Regions from separate parts of the Mus musculus genome. Here all the other regions are linked to region 1. A link is a contact called in public promoter capture Hi-C data. All regions are on one chromosome and are shown on one strand. The core of a region is the stretch at or near the end of the contact, and the rest is flanking DNA. Distances in the headings are between cores, read along the strand shown.

Region 1 (4,676 bases), core at 1,042-3,541:
GAGCTAGGAGTTTTATGGAAGGAGTCTAGGAAAAAGGAGCTACTGGAGGAGAGTCACAAAATGGCTTGCTCACATGGAATGAGAGACTCCATTTGGATTTGGTCTGGTGAGCCTTCTGCACTGCTCATCTCAAGCTCAGCAGCTCCTGTGGGTTTAATGGGACGAAGGCCCTGAACAGACTCATCCAAGATGCTTACTGCAGCATCCAGTGCAACTGTGGCAGCACTGTCTGTGTAGTGGTTGTGGGTGCATGGTTCCCCCAGAGACGTGGCTCTGTAGCTGCCCTGCTGATCCAGCCAAGGGTGTGAAATCCGAGTGCTACCCAGAGGGTCCTTCATCCATTGTCATGAGCAGACCAGGGAACACCCACAGTGCTGCTGTAGTAACCAGATACTTGGGAGGCAGAGGCAGGCAGATCTCTGTGTTCAAGTCCAGCTTGGTCTACAGAGAGAGTTCTGGGACAACCAAGGAAAAACAGAGAAATTTTGTCTCAAAAAGAACTGAACCCAACCAACTGAAACCTAAACCAGGCAACCACACACACACACACACACACACACACACACACACACACACACACACAAAACCCATGTAAGAACATGGCAGAAGTATGGAAATCCATGTTCATTGTGGAGAGGGGCGGCTCACTCACAGGATAGATGTAGAAGAGGATGGGTGTGAAGAGAGGATCCATCAGGAAGGGGATTTCTCAACACATGCCTATGGTCACCTTTAAGGAATACCTTAAAATAGATGGAGTCTTTCATTTTTAAAAGTGCAGTACAAAATATATAAGGTATTGGCTTTCCCCTTCCCCCGAAAAAAAAAAAAAAAGCATAAAAAGGGAAGCTTTAAACAGAAGCATCTCCAGGTAACGGGCATTTCTGCCAGGAGTGTGTATACAAGAACACCCTCCCTTCAAGGCCCCCTGATTCCATTAAAGTTTAATTGTCTTGATTTTTATTCTGTCTGCATTCATAGCTGATGATGCTGTCTAAATCATCTATGCCCTGTTGCTTTTCTGGATTCCTTCTATCAGTTATTGAGACTGAAAACTTTTGTATGCAATGCTGGATTTGGCTGTTTCTCCTTATTTCTCTATTGGACGTTTCCCCTCATGTTTTGAAGGTGTGGTATTACACGCATACTGTTTATTTTAGTTTTTTAGACAGGTCTTCACTAAATAGTCCTTGGTGGCCTCATCTCATAGACATTCACTGGCTGTGTCTCCTCATTGCTGGGGTCACATGCATGTGCTACCACGCCCAGCCAAGGATATTTTCACTTGATGACTTGCTGTCTCTGTTATTGCTGTTAGTACTGGCGATGCTCTTTGCCCCCAGAACTGCCTCCATTTTAAAGTTGACTTAAGTCTTTTTTTTTTTTAATACTATTGTGAGGATGGTCACTTTGAATCGGCTAGAATATTTAACACATTTTCTGTAGTTAACACTTATCTGCAAATTAATGTGGCACCTATACTTTAGCATTTACATAATTTACAGTACATTTAATGCAATTAGTTTTATTACTAGGATTGTTTAGCCTTTTCACAATTTCTTTCTATCATGTTTGGAAAAAGTTCTTTGTATAACATGAGAAAAAACAAAAGTGGTTTCGAAAGTTCCATAGTGTCAAGTTACAATAAATGTGTCTATCCTATAAAAAAGAGGCCTATGTTTTGGGTTTGTGTTTTGTTTGTTTTTTAGTTTTTTGTTTTTTAGGACACTTAACGCGTGCTAGTCATTCATCCTCCAACAGGAGGTAAATGACTGCCTATTGAACACAGTTCTGGTGATACATACAGATGTAGTCGTCACTCAATTTTTTCTATCTAGTCAACAGGGACACCGAACCCTGGAAGGGTCCAGAATATCTGGCTCTTTGAAATCGTTAATATAAACTACCCAACTTTAGAAACCAACCAATTCTTTAGTTCGGTCTTTTCAAATTTACCATAGTCCCTAGCAGAGCACAGCGTAGTGGAATCCCACTGAGTGGGACTCAGGCAAAGCGTCCGTCCCGATCTGATCTACTTCCTATTCTAAATTTTAAAATTTCCGCTCGTCCGTCCACGCCACAGGAGGGAAAATCAGGTAGACACAGAACACCAAACTCCGTTTTGATCCCAGGAGGCAGCCTCCCCTCGAAGCATGGGGAGCCCCCTGCCCCCCCACCGTGGGAACTCCCACAAGCCACTGGGCCCAGTTCCCGGATGGGCCGGGCTAAGTTGCATGCTGGGACCTTTCGGAAACGCCGGGCTTCTTGAAGGCTCCACATAGCTCCGGACGCCGCCAAGGGTCTTTGGCATCCCGGTGCCACCAACACGGAAGGTCTGATCTTTCTGGTCCAAAGAAATTGCTGGTTGGCTTCGGTCTCCACAGAGTAAGGTGGGCTGGGTATCGGTGTGGGCGCTGGTGTAGGGTGAATGGAGATGTTGACGCGTACGGGCGTGTGTGAGCGTGTGTGAGCGTGTGTTTGTGTGGGTGGGTGGGCGCGCGCTCGCGCGCGTCTCTCTGTGTATACACACCTTGAGCTCTCTGCTCATCTGTGTCACTGTGCTTATCATTTTCTTTCAAGGCCACAGGGGTTGGAGCAGAGGGCTAAGCATCACTAAGGAGAAGTCAGGTGCGGAGTCTGAAGGGAAGCTTTCCCTGAGGTACACACGAGCTTGGGAGGTGCTTTTAAGGCCGGAAGTGCCTCCGAGGGTCGCTTAGGAGGGCTGCTCTGGGTTGAATACCCGAAGTTTCTCAGAGCTGTAGCCATGAGAGTGTTGAGGGACGTGAAGGAAAATGCTCGGTGAGGATGCTCTCGGATATAGTCTGAGATCTCGTGGAATTATCAGTAAATGAAGGAGGAACGTGAAAATTGATACCTTCACCTCTGGGGCCCATAACGTTGTCCCTTCCCTTTCCACTTCACCTTATCATTTCAATGAACCCCGCCTTTTCTTCTCTACAATCACCCTTTTCCTAAGATGTTCTAGGTAGAAACCTCCAGAGGTTATCGTTAGGTCTCTCAAACTCTGATTTTATAAATCGATTTCTATTTGGATGGCATCGCATATCAGATGCGATCCTTTGATCCTTACAGGCCTTGTTTTCAAAGCAGGCCAGGAATGTCGGGGATAGATGATGTGTTCACTGTGAGGATTATGGCAGTGGGAAAGTGATAGCACTGAATTTGGCATCTTTGAAAGCTAGTGATTTTCTGAGTGTGTGTGTGTGTGTGTGTGTGTGTGTGTGTGTGTGTGTGTAATGGGTAACGTTGGCCAGATCCAGATGAGCAATGCCATGATTGATCGTGGAGTGTGGATCTGTGGTATCGGGTTGGAATCTTGGTTCTGTCCCCTCAGGCTCTCCAGGCCTGTCAGGAACCGTAGGATGCCTGTGGTGAAGCCTGTTAGTGCAGTGCCGCCATATCCTAAGGGCCTGGTGTGCTTTAGTTGTTCTCTGTGAGGCCATCTTGGGTTCATTCCACTCAGTGTTCAGCAGGACAAGGGAGTGTGAGAAACAATGCGATTGCTGGTGGATGTTTAAGAAAGTGACTTAAAAAGAAAAGCTAGGCTTCGTGGTATACATTTAATCTCAGAGGCAGAAGCAGGAGGATCACTGTGAGTTCAGGGTCAGCTTGGTCCACATAGCAAGGTCTAGGCTAGCTGGGCCACACAGTGAGATGCTGTTTTAAAAACAAGGACAGGAAAATGAATGTGCTAATGCAGAACATATTTTTTTAAAACTTTTCAGATAAAAATGTTCATATTGTGCATAGCATAATATTTTGAAGTTTTTCTATACTTTGGGATGACTAAATCGGTCACACTTTTGTAGAGAATATGCTAGCGTCTACTCAAACCCATTAATTGTCACCGTTTTTACATGATATATCAGGTGAACTTTTGTTATGTAGGTGAGATTTTGTGATGTTTAATCAACATCTTCTGAACTCACTTAAGGACCTACGCCTCCCACTGTCAACCATGATGCTGCACATCCGGCCTCAGCCACTCAAACCCCAGTACCCAGCATCCTACTTGGTTCTATGAGAAAACAGCTTCAGATTCTACACAAGTAAGATTGTGGGTGTTTTGTCTCAAGATTAATTATTTCAATTTTAAATTATGTGTGTGCGGTTATGTGTACATGAGCACAGCTCAGAGACCAGAGGTATAGGATCTACTGGTGCGCATACAGATGGAAAATACTCAGAAATATAAAATAAATAATTTTTTTTAAAAAAAGTTTTCATTCATGTAGAGAAAGAACGCATTGTGGAGGGAGTGTAAATTAATGCTGTCATTGTAGAAAACAATATGGCGGATTCTCAATTACAACTAGAACTGGTATGTGATACAGCAATCCCACTACAGAGTAGTCACACAACAGAAATAAAACCGGTACCCTCCGGAGACATTTACACTCCTGCTTTCAATTCAGCATCATTTATGCAGCTGTGATATGCAGCCCCACCAAGAAATGAGCAGACACATCTGGATTGAGGTTCATGGACACAGTGGAGTGATACCCAGCCATTTGTTCCTTTCCTTGTGATTTCAGTGGCTATCACCGAGATGCTAATTTTTCATGTCCTATTTTCTTAAAAAGATTTACTTATGTATTTTATGTATATAAGTACACTGTAGTTGAACTGATGGTTGTGAGCTATCATGTGGTTGC
Region 2 (4,676 bases), core at 1,023-3,522, 850 kb after region 1:
CTCTCCAGTCCCGAATATCATGTGTGAGTCACCGCCTGGCAAGGGCCATGGTAGTTAGGTACCGAAATGCTCCTGTACAGATGCAAACCTGTACAGGGCTGTGTTTGGAGAATGAGTCCCCCACATAACCTGCAGAGGGACAACAGAGTCAGACAGTGCACGGTCTGGAAAATAAAAATAAAAATAAAAGAGTCCAGGCAGACAAAGGCCAGGAAGACGTCTAGAGACCAGCTTCGGACCCTCCAGGTCACAATGCCCTTCTCTTTCAGCTCACCTGTTCTTCTGGACCAGCCCTGCCCGAAGGCTGGGGCTCAGAACCAGGCCCCAAGAGGCCAGGCCCCAATCTGCCCCAGTCTCAGAAAAGTTACTCCATCCCCCATCCCCCTTCGCTGGCCTGGTGGGGCCTGGCTGTGGGGCAAGATTGAGCCACAGGGGAAAGGGGACCCCATACCTGCTGCTGCTTCCTCTGCCTTGGCTAACTCTAGTCCCCCTGAGCCCCAAACCCTACCTGAAGAACTCCCAAAGCTTGAGACCAGGGCCGTTTGGCCCCAACTTCCTGCCTGGCCCCGCTGTTGCAAGTCTGTTATTTATTACCTGGAGGCCTGTTCCATCCTGTCCTGGTCCTCCATAAAGCATTGTTTACACCTGTGTTTCGGCCTCTGTCATTCTGAGATGAGGAAACCGAAGTGGTCTCTAATGGAAGCTATGAATAGGCCTCTGCATGAGGAGCCCCTGTTTGTGGGTGGTGGGACTTGGTTTGTGGGACAAGTTGGGGTAGGTACATCCTGGCTCACGTACTCATTGAGGACAGAGTTCGTCATTGTATACATGTCCTTGCTTTTTCCTACACACAGCCCCCCTTTTTGACACAGGGCCTTGTTATAGCCTAGACTAACCTGGAATTTGAGGTCTCCCTGCCTCAGCCTCCCATGAGCTGGGATTACAATGTACCCATCCCAGGTTGTGTACATGCTTCATGGTAGTGGCAGTACACGATCCATCAAAGGTGGTGTGTGCAGCGATGACATCCCTGTGTGTGACATGTATGGGGCAGTATGACACTGTGGCATGTGAGTAGTCTCTGGCCTGGTGACTGTGTTGGTGAGGCTGCTGTTGTGTGCAACATCAAGACCGAGGACTTGGGAATCTAAGGGGGGGTCTTGAGTCTGTGCCTGGTTTGACTTAGTGTACACCACCTCATGTCTGCAAACTAGGACGGTGGCTCACTGTGTTCCTAAAAACACGTGCTCCTGAGGTTTGTGTGTGCACTGATGGAGATTTGTTTCTTTGTGTGTGTCTGTGTGCCTGCGAACACGAACATTCTTCGCCATGTGCCACTGTGGTTCTTGTGCAACCCGGACTCCTGGTCATACTTAATGTACCCTGATGTCTTTATAGCCATAGCCTTCTGGAGACAGGTGCAGCCCCCCTCAGGACAGCTTCAGCTGCTCTCACAAAATGTCAGCAAGTATCCAAGCCCACTTATTGCCCATTTGTTAGGCCCTGGAGTTGGTGGAAAGGGTCGGGCATTCAAATAACCCTATCCACACAGCCCTCCCCGGAATGGTGGTATAAATATTAAGAGTAGCTTAGTGGTAGAGCGCTTGCATCGCACATGTGAAGCTCTGGATTCAGTCTCCAGCACTACAGAAACAAAAAATCCGCTTGGGCTACAGAGGAGCTGGGTTTTGCAAATGTCTTCTTTGTGAGTCTGTCCCAGGTTGCTTTAATCTGACTCCCACAGTTGCCCTGAGGGAGCAGCGAGGAGCGGGTCATGCAAATAGTACACATTTGCTCATTTGTTCTACCCGGTTTCGCTTCTCTAAGGACGTCCCGTACTCACCGTTATTTTTTTTTAAGTGCTTATGTAAATTACTGACGTAGGAATTTACATACACTTTCCAACTAACTGCGCAGTCATTTCTCAATATACTCTTGGGCTGTGTGCAGGAGCGGCCCATGTAAATGAGACATTTGCATAGCAAATGCCAAGAACCCAGCTGACAAGTTCACTGACACTTTTGGCTCCGAGGGGTGGGCCTTTCTGTGTGAAACTGCTCTTTTGTACCCCTCTCCAAGGGGCCGTCTTGAGAACTCACAGAACGCCTTTTACTGAACCTGCGTGTCTGCTTTCGCGTGGAAGGGGAGGAGCACATAATGCAAATAAGCCTCGCGTCCCGGACCAGCTCACTTCTTGGGCAGTGCGTTCTAAGCCTCCTGTCAACGTGCGGTTCGCGCACGCGCAGTCTCCTCGGCCGGGCCGCTGTCACGTGCCCAGCGGGCGAGGCGGGGGCGGGGCGTCGCGGGCGGTGGGGGGCGGGGTATGGCGCGCTGCGAAGCGCAGGGCGGCTGGCACAAACGGCGGCGCCGAGGCCGGAGGAAAAAGCTCGGTGAGGAGGTCGCGCGAAGGGAAAGACCCGGGGAGGAGAAGGAGTCTGAGGCCCGGTGGCCGGGCGCGGGCGACGGGGCTGGAGGCGGGAGCGCGCGCGGGCGGCAGCGACCCCACGCTAGGGCGTTGGGGGTGGGGAAGGAAGCGCGCGCCCGGCGCGGTGGGGCGGACCATTGGGGGCCACGGGAGCGCGCAATAACCACCAAGGGGAGGGGCCGGGCCGAGGCGGCCCCGCCTCAGTCACCCGGGGCGTCCCGCGGCCCCTGGGTCCTGGCGGAGGGGGTTGGGAGGAAGGCAGTCGGGTCGGACTCTGCTCTCGGGCTCCCTTCCGTCAGTCCGTCCGTCTGGCAGGACCTCCCTTCCGGCTGGGTGTGTGTCGGGCCCCAGTAGGCTTCCTCCCGTAGGGCACAGGTCGACCCCACCGGCCCTCCCGCTCCCCTGCCGTCTTGTTTTTCTCCCTGTTCTCTTTGTCCCTGGACTCCCGGTTTTCCCCGCCTGCCCTGGCTCGTAATCTTCCACCCAGGCGATTAGGTTCCCGCGAATGTTGCGCGGTGGCATTGCCCGTTGGTTCCCCACAACCCTGACTTTACCCTAGATTCCACACTCCCGTTTTCTGTGTCTCCTCCCTCCTCATCTCTCTGAGTCTCTATAGAAACCTCAGGCAGGTACCTTGTATTTTCCACTTGCATCGTCGCTTTTCGTCCACAGATATCTGTCTCCCTATCACCTTCCTCTCTGGGCCGTCATGCAACGTTCTCTGCACTTTCTCTCTATTACTCTTTATGCCAGACATTCCCTCTCAAATTCCCAAGTTATATGCCCCATGTTGTCTCCCTGTGTGCGTGTGTGTTTGTTGTGGCCCAGTCTGTCATCTACTTCCTGCTGGTACCATCCCCACCCCTTCCCACCTGCTCGTCTCTTGACTTCTTTTAAGTTCTTCCTTTTCTCTTTTCCAGCCACCCCCATCAGTCCCTTCTCAAGCTCCTAGAGACAACTGTGGACTTGGGGACCAGCGAGCACCCCCAGAGCACTAGAGGAGCCCCTGCTGCCTGCCCTGCCTCACCCTGCCCCACACGAGGCCCAGCGGCCCCGGGCTGCATCAAGTGGAGGAGGAGGAGGCGGAGGAGGGTGGCACCATGGGCCCGGGCCGTGCCCTCCATGCCCGGGGGATGAAGACACTGCTGCCATGGACAGCCCGTGCCAGCCGCAGGCCCTGAATCAAGCTCTCCCTCAGTTGCCAGGGTCTGTGTCAGAGTCCTTGGAGTCTAGCCGAGCCAGAATGGGGGTGGAGAGTTACCTGCCCTGCCCTCTGCTCCCGGCCTATCACCGTCCAGGAGCATCTGGGGAGGCCTCGGCTGGCAATGGGACCCCCAGAACCACAGCCACTGCTACTACGACCACTGCCAGTCCCCTGCGGGAGGGCTTTGGTGGGCAGGATGGTGGTGAGCTTTGGCCACTGCAGAGTGAAGGTGCTGCTGCGTTGGTCACCAAGGAGTGCCAGCGACTGGCGGCCCAGGGTGCCCGGCCTGAGGCCCCCAAACGGAAGTGGGCCAAGGATGGTGGGGATGCCCCTTCACCCAGCAAGCGACCGTGGGCCAGGCAAGAGAACCAGGAGGCCAAGGGGGAAAGTGGTATGGGCTGTGACAGCGGTGCCAGCAACAGCAGCAGCAGCAGCAGCAACACTACCAGTAGCAGTGGCGAGGCAAGTGCTAGGCTGAGGGAGGAAGTCCAGCCCTCTGCACCTGAGCGCCTGGCCCTGGACTATATTGTGCCTTGCATGCGGTACTATGGTATCTGTGTCAAGGACAACTTCTTGGGGGCAGTACTGGGTGGCCGTGTGCTGGCTGAGGTGGAAGCCCTGAAGTGGGGCGGGCGTCTTCGTGATGGGCAACTAGTGAGCCAGCGGGCGATCCCACCGCGCAGCATTCGTGGGGACCAGATTGCCTGGGTAGAAGGTCACGAGCCAGGCTGCCGGAGCATTGGTGCCCTCATGGCTCACGTGGACGCAGTAATCCGCCACTGTGCAGGGCGGCTGGGCAACTACGTCATCAATGGGCGCACCAAGGTAAGGCACTTTTCTGGTGCGTGCCTGATGCTGTGGCATGGGGGTCTGGAGACAATCCTCTGCGGGTTATGTAGCAGGGTGTAGGCACCTCCGTCAGAGGGGCTACAGTTACCTCCCTCCAAACTTTGAGTTTTGTACCAGAAATAGTTCAGCCCGGGGTGGTGGTGGTCCTCGACCTTGGGAGACCCAGAGCCCCTGACTGTCCAGACTCTCCTTAGACCA
Region 3 (4,676 bases), core at 1,178-3,677, 680 kb before region 1:
CTCAGCTAGCTGATAATAAAACCTCTTGCAGTTTGCATCAGGTGTGGTTTTCTCTCAGGATGTTGGGGTGTTGGCCAGCTCATCCCGGGACTTGAGCAGAGGCCCAGCATTGGGGGTCTTACATGGCCAGGTCCACAGACAGGCATAGGTCAAATTTGGTCACTTTAGAAAAAGCCATAGTGTAATTTAGGGTTGTGAGTTAATGTCAGTTGGCCTAGAGGCTGTGGTTAACCACAGGGGCAAGCAGCTAATTGGTTAGTCAATCCAGGAAGCTCCAATAAAGACTCTGTACAGAGAACGGACACTCTTACAGACATCTGGATACAGGCAGCCTGACTCCATGGAGCACTCACTGGCTTTGAGCTCACCTATGACATCCTTTTGCTTCAGCATCCCAAGTGCTGGGATTACAAGTGTGTGCCGTGGGCCCCAGTGCTTACTAACGGGCTTTTCCTGTGCCCAGACTCACCAGTCAGAGACAGCAATCTCCACACCACCACTGTCCAGCAGCTCTGGCCACAGACCCTTCTCCACCAGGTCCACGACCTGCTTCTTGCGACACCAGCTAGGAAGGTGAGACAGCGGTTGGCTGGTCCGTGAGAACCCGCAGGTCTTTCTTCAAGGTCTCTGACCCAGGGTGAGGGGGGGACGGGGGGGGGGGAACGGGGGACGACGACGACACGGGGGGGGCGGGGAACACGGGGGGGGGGGGCGGGGAGGGTTTTCACCTGAAGGAAGTCACGAAGCAGGTCTGTGAAGGGGCCCCAGGTACAGGTTTCCTGTTCTTCTCCACCACCCATCCATCCCCACCGTGCCGCACCATCCATTTGCGCAGGCCTTCTGTAGAGAAAAAAACAGTAGAGGCAATCGCAGTACCAGGGACGCAAAGGCTTTAGGAATGTGGTCGAATTGAAGCTGCGCCGCCCCTCCTCCACCCCTCAGGTTTGAAAAGAATCGGAAACCTGAGCAGGCAGGAAGGACGGCTCAGTGGGAAAACTTTAGCCTAATTAATCATCAGACTTCACGCAGAAATACAAGGAGAGAACTGTGGATACAAAGTTGGCCGCTGAGCACCTACCACCTGTACGCGAGACTTGAGCCTTTTAACAACACACCAAAATAATTTTAAAAAATTAAAAGTTTATGTCTGCAGACTATGTATATATGCCCTCTCTCCAGAGGCCAGAAGAAAGGGTGGTCTCCCTGAGACTTGAGTTACAGATGGTTGTGAGTCTCCACTTGAGTGTTTGGAACTGAGCTTAGGTCCTTTGGAGGAGCAGCTCTTAGCCGCTGAGCTATCTTTCCAACCCGCAAAAACAAAAAGCAAAACAACAACAAAAACAAAATATACTAACAAAATTTAAAAATTTGTAACTGCTCTTCTAGAGGACCTGGGGTCAGTTCCCAGCTCCCAAGCCATGAGGCTTAGTCTCCTGAAACTCCAGGCGCAGGGACGAAAATAAATTGTTAAAATGTAAAAGCCAATGAAACAAAAGATATTTATGTGTTGATTTTAATTGCTCTTGGTGCCTCTCTGTGCATCCTGTCTCTCAGATAGAAGATATGCTGTTTGGTCCCCTCTACCGCTCTCTTATGTAGGTCAGGTGATTCCAGCTACTCTAACTGGGTCAAGTGTGACCCCACTTCTAGCCCCTCCCTCTGCTACATCTGTAGACCTGCCTCTTGGTTTAACTCTAGGCCCCGCCCATTTCATACCTTGTGACTCCGCCCTATCCTCTCACTGGTTTCCTTCTGGTCTCACAGCCTACAAATATCCCGTGACCCCGCCCTTAATACCTTCCGGGGGATTCCTTCTTGGCTCTGTCCATTAGCATTCTTGGGGCCCCGCCCTTTGTGCTACAGTTCTCTCTTGGTCCCGCCCCTAGGCTTCCTCTAGGCCCCGCCTTCTCAGCGCCTCACCTTGGCCACAGGGGTTGCTGATGAGGTTGCGTCCTAGCGGTCTCAGTGCGCAGAATTGGCCCAGCGGGCAGGGCGTGTCTTCGTGGGCAGGGGGCAGACAGCGGCGGGCTAGTGTCAGCAGGGCGCGGCCCGCTGCGCTGTGGTCACGGGCCAGCAGCAGCAACCATAGGGCCTGGCCATCTACCAGGGCGCGCCAGGCGCGGCACACTCGGCGGCAGTGCATCAGCAGCGTGCGCGGGGGCACGTGGCTCAGTACCAGCAGGAGCAGCTCCGGGGGCAGACGGCTCAGGTCCAGGACCTCCTGGGGGTCGGGCTCCGGCGTCGGGACCCGGGTCCTGGATATCCAGGCACCCATGGTCCCCGCGCCCCGCTTGGCTGGGACTGCAGGAGAAGAGGGGTTAGATGTTAGTGATTAGCAGCCTCTGCTGCCAGGCTTTGCAGCCGTCCACCCCGAGACTAACATCCCCGAAGCCATCCACTGTCTCCCACGTCCCTTACCGCCTCTCTGTCCCCAAAGCCTACCCTCCTCCCAGCCCGCTGGTGCTCACCGGCACCCCTGCCAGCTCCCCTTCGCGGCCTGGAGGACCGCATAGCTATAGCTTTGCCTAATACTATCCTTCCCAGGCGAAACCTCTCTGAGATTCGCCGAATGTCCAGCCCTGTGGATCCAGACCCCACCTCCTTCCGGCTTAGGACTGGTGGACAGTTTAGGAATCCACCTGAGGACACAGATTAGGCCAGGGCTCTGGCACAGTCCTAGCGGTTCAGCAACCAATCCAACACTTGGAGTGACCCTAAATCCGCAGTGGACGCCTGGCATCTGGTAACAACTATTATTTCGGGTAGGCATCCAAGTGGAAGGCTCCACCCCTAAACGCCTTGTGCAGTCCGTGACCTTAATCCCAGACAATCATCCAGTCATCCGCGATTTACAAGAAAAAGCAGGCTCTAGAGGACAACAATGACCCCGCTAATCGAAAGCATCAGCTGAAGCTTACAGTTTCGAACTTCGGCAACTTAGCACATTTTAAAAAGAGATTTATCTTATGTATGTGAGTACACTGTAGCTGTACAGATGGTTGTGAGCCTTTATGTGGTTGTCCGGAACTGAACTTTTAGAACTTCTGCTTGCCCCGGTCAGCCTTGCTTGCTCTGGTAGGTTCTGCTCGATCTGATCGACCTGCTGAGTCTCTGCTTGCTCCAACCCAAAGATTTATTATTATACATAAGTATACTGTAGCTGTCTTCAGACACACCATAAGAGGGCATCGGATCTCATTCTGGATGGTTGTGAGCCACCATGTGGTTGCTGGGATTTGAACTCAGGACCTTTGAAATGAGCCATCTCGTCAGCTCCCCGAACATCTTAACACAGAAAAGGAACCGAGGCTCTTAGAGGCCGTGACCTTCCTAAGTGACTAGTAGTGTTAGTGAGTGGGTCTAGCTCCAGATTTTTTTTTTTTTTTTTTTGACAGGGTCTCACTTTGTAGGGCTGGCTAGCCTGGAACTCACTGTGTACGCAAACTGAGAGACCTGCCTGCCTCTGCCTCCTGAGTGCTGGGACTAAAGACATGTATTACTATGACCAGCTCTGTCGGGCAGTGGTGGCGCATGCCTTTAATCCCAGCACTTGGGAGGCAGAGGCAGGTGGATTTATGAGTTTGAGGCCAACCCGGTCTCCAGAGTGAATTCCAGGACAGCCAGGGCTAAAAGAGAAACCCTGTCTCGAAAAAAAAAAAATAGTTTTATGTGTATGGAGGTTTGCCCGCATTTATGTCTCCACCATGTTTGTGCCTGGTATCTGGGGAGGTCAGAGGAGGTATTTTCAGGATTCCCTGGAACTGGAGTTACATGTGGTCGAGAGCACCTGTGATGCTAGTTAAACCCAGGTCCTTTGGGGAAATTGGCCATCTATCTCTCCAGCCCTACTTTTCAACTGAGACTCAGGTAGAGCCCATGCTGTCCTTGAACTCACTAAGTAGCCAAGCATGACACTGATCTTCTACCTCTGGAGAACTGGAATTGCAGGCAAGTGTCACCATACCCTGTTTATCTTTTATTTTAACCTGTGTAAGACTCCGGGGAGCCCCTGAGTGAACCACGTGGAGCTGGGATCGATGCAAAAAGCAAGAGGAATTTATTGTTCCAGTGCACTGGGATTGTCCCAGACCCGAAGGAGAGGTGGTGACCCCCAGCATCCATTCAAGGAGTTTTTATATGGTTTCCAGGGGCAGAGCATCAGCAACTAGGCACAATATGACTGGCAGAACAGTGCACCCTTTAAACTGATTGGTCTTTAGCGAATGAGGTAACAAGGACATCCCTTGTCTGAAGGTGGGCAGTAGTCCGTCCTGCGGAATGTGTCCCTACCTGCAGGTCGGTTCCTGCCCCGTGGTCAGAGGAATGTTAATTAGCCTCTCCCCTCCGGAGGGGCAAGTGTTTCAGGACCTTACCAATGTCCCTGAGCTGACCTTTTCACCTGTTTGTCAGCTCTGTCCAGTGAGCAGGAGGCATGCTACTAAGTATCAACGAGAGCAGGAGGCATGCTACTAAGTATCAATGAGAGCAGGAGGCATGCTACTAAGTATCAACGAGAGCAGGAGGCATGCTACTAAGTATCAACAAAGAAAACTATATCTGGCTTCTGTGCTTGCGCACTGAGCTTGGTTTATAGAGGGAGACACATGACCAATAAAATAGGCAGACATGATAAGCAACTTGTGTGCATGTCTGTTTCTGTGTGTGTCTGCTTGTGT

What was found. Promoter capture Hi-C pulls out the DNA fragments that hold promoters and counts their contacts.
Region 2: a promoter capture Hi-C map of pre-B cells shows a contact between it and region 1, with 3 times the contacts expected there. The contact joins the promoter of Egln2 here to the promoter of Zfp850 in region 1. A contact is called at or near these places in 2 of 39 promoter capture datasets (cranial neural crest and pre-B cells).
Region 3: a promoter capture Hi-C map of liver shows a contact between it and region 1, with 3 times the contacts expected there. The contact joins the promoter of Fbxo27 here to the promoter of Zfp850 in region 1.

Annotation. Positions count from the first base shown.
Region 1 is chr7:28,011,730-28,016,405 of GRCm38.p6, reverse strand. It overlaps Zfp850 (zinc finger protein 850), which reads left to right and starts at 2,291. Exons shown (of 6, transcript NM_001254951.1): 1 at 2,291-2,390; 2 at 3,956-4,070.
Region 2 is chr7:27,164,398-27,169,073 of GRCm38.p6, reverse strand. It overlaps Egln2 (egl-9 family hypoxia-inducible factor 2), which reads left to right and starts at 2,272. Exons shown (of 6, transcript NM_053208.4): 1 at 2,272-2,390; 2 at 3,346-4,454. The coding sequence starts at 3,576. Rab4b (RAB4B, member RAS oncogene family) reads left to right here. Exons shown (of 8, transcript NM_029391.2): 8 at 270-641.
Region 3 is chr7:28,690,895-28,695,570 of GRCm38.p6, reverse strand. Fbxo27 (F-box protein 27) reads right to left here and starts at 2,427. Exons shown (of 5, transcript NM_001163702.1): 1 at 1,921-2,427; 2 at 729-840; 3 at 470-565. The coding sequence starts at 2,275.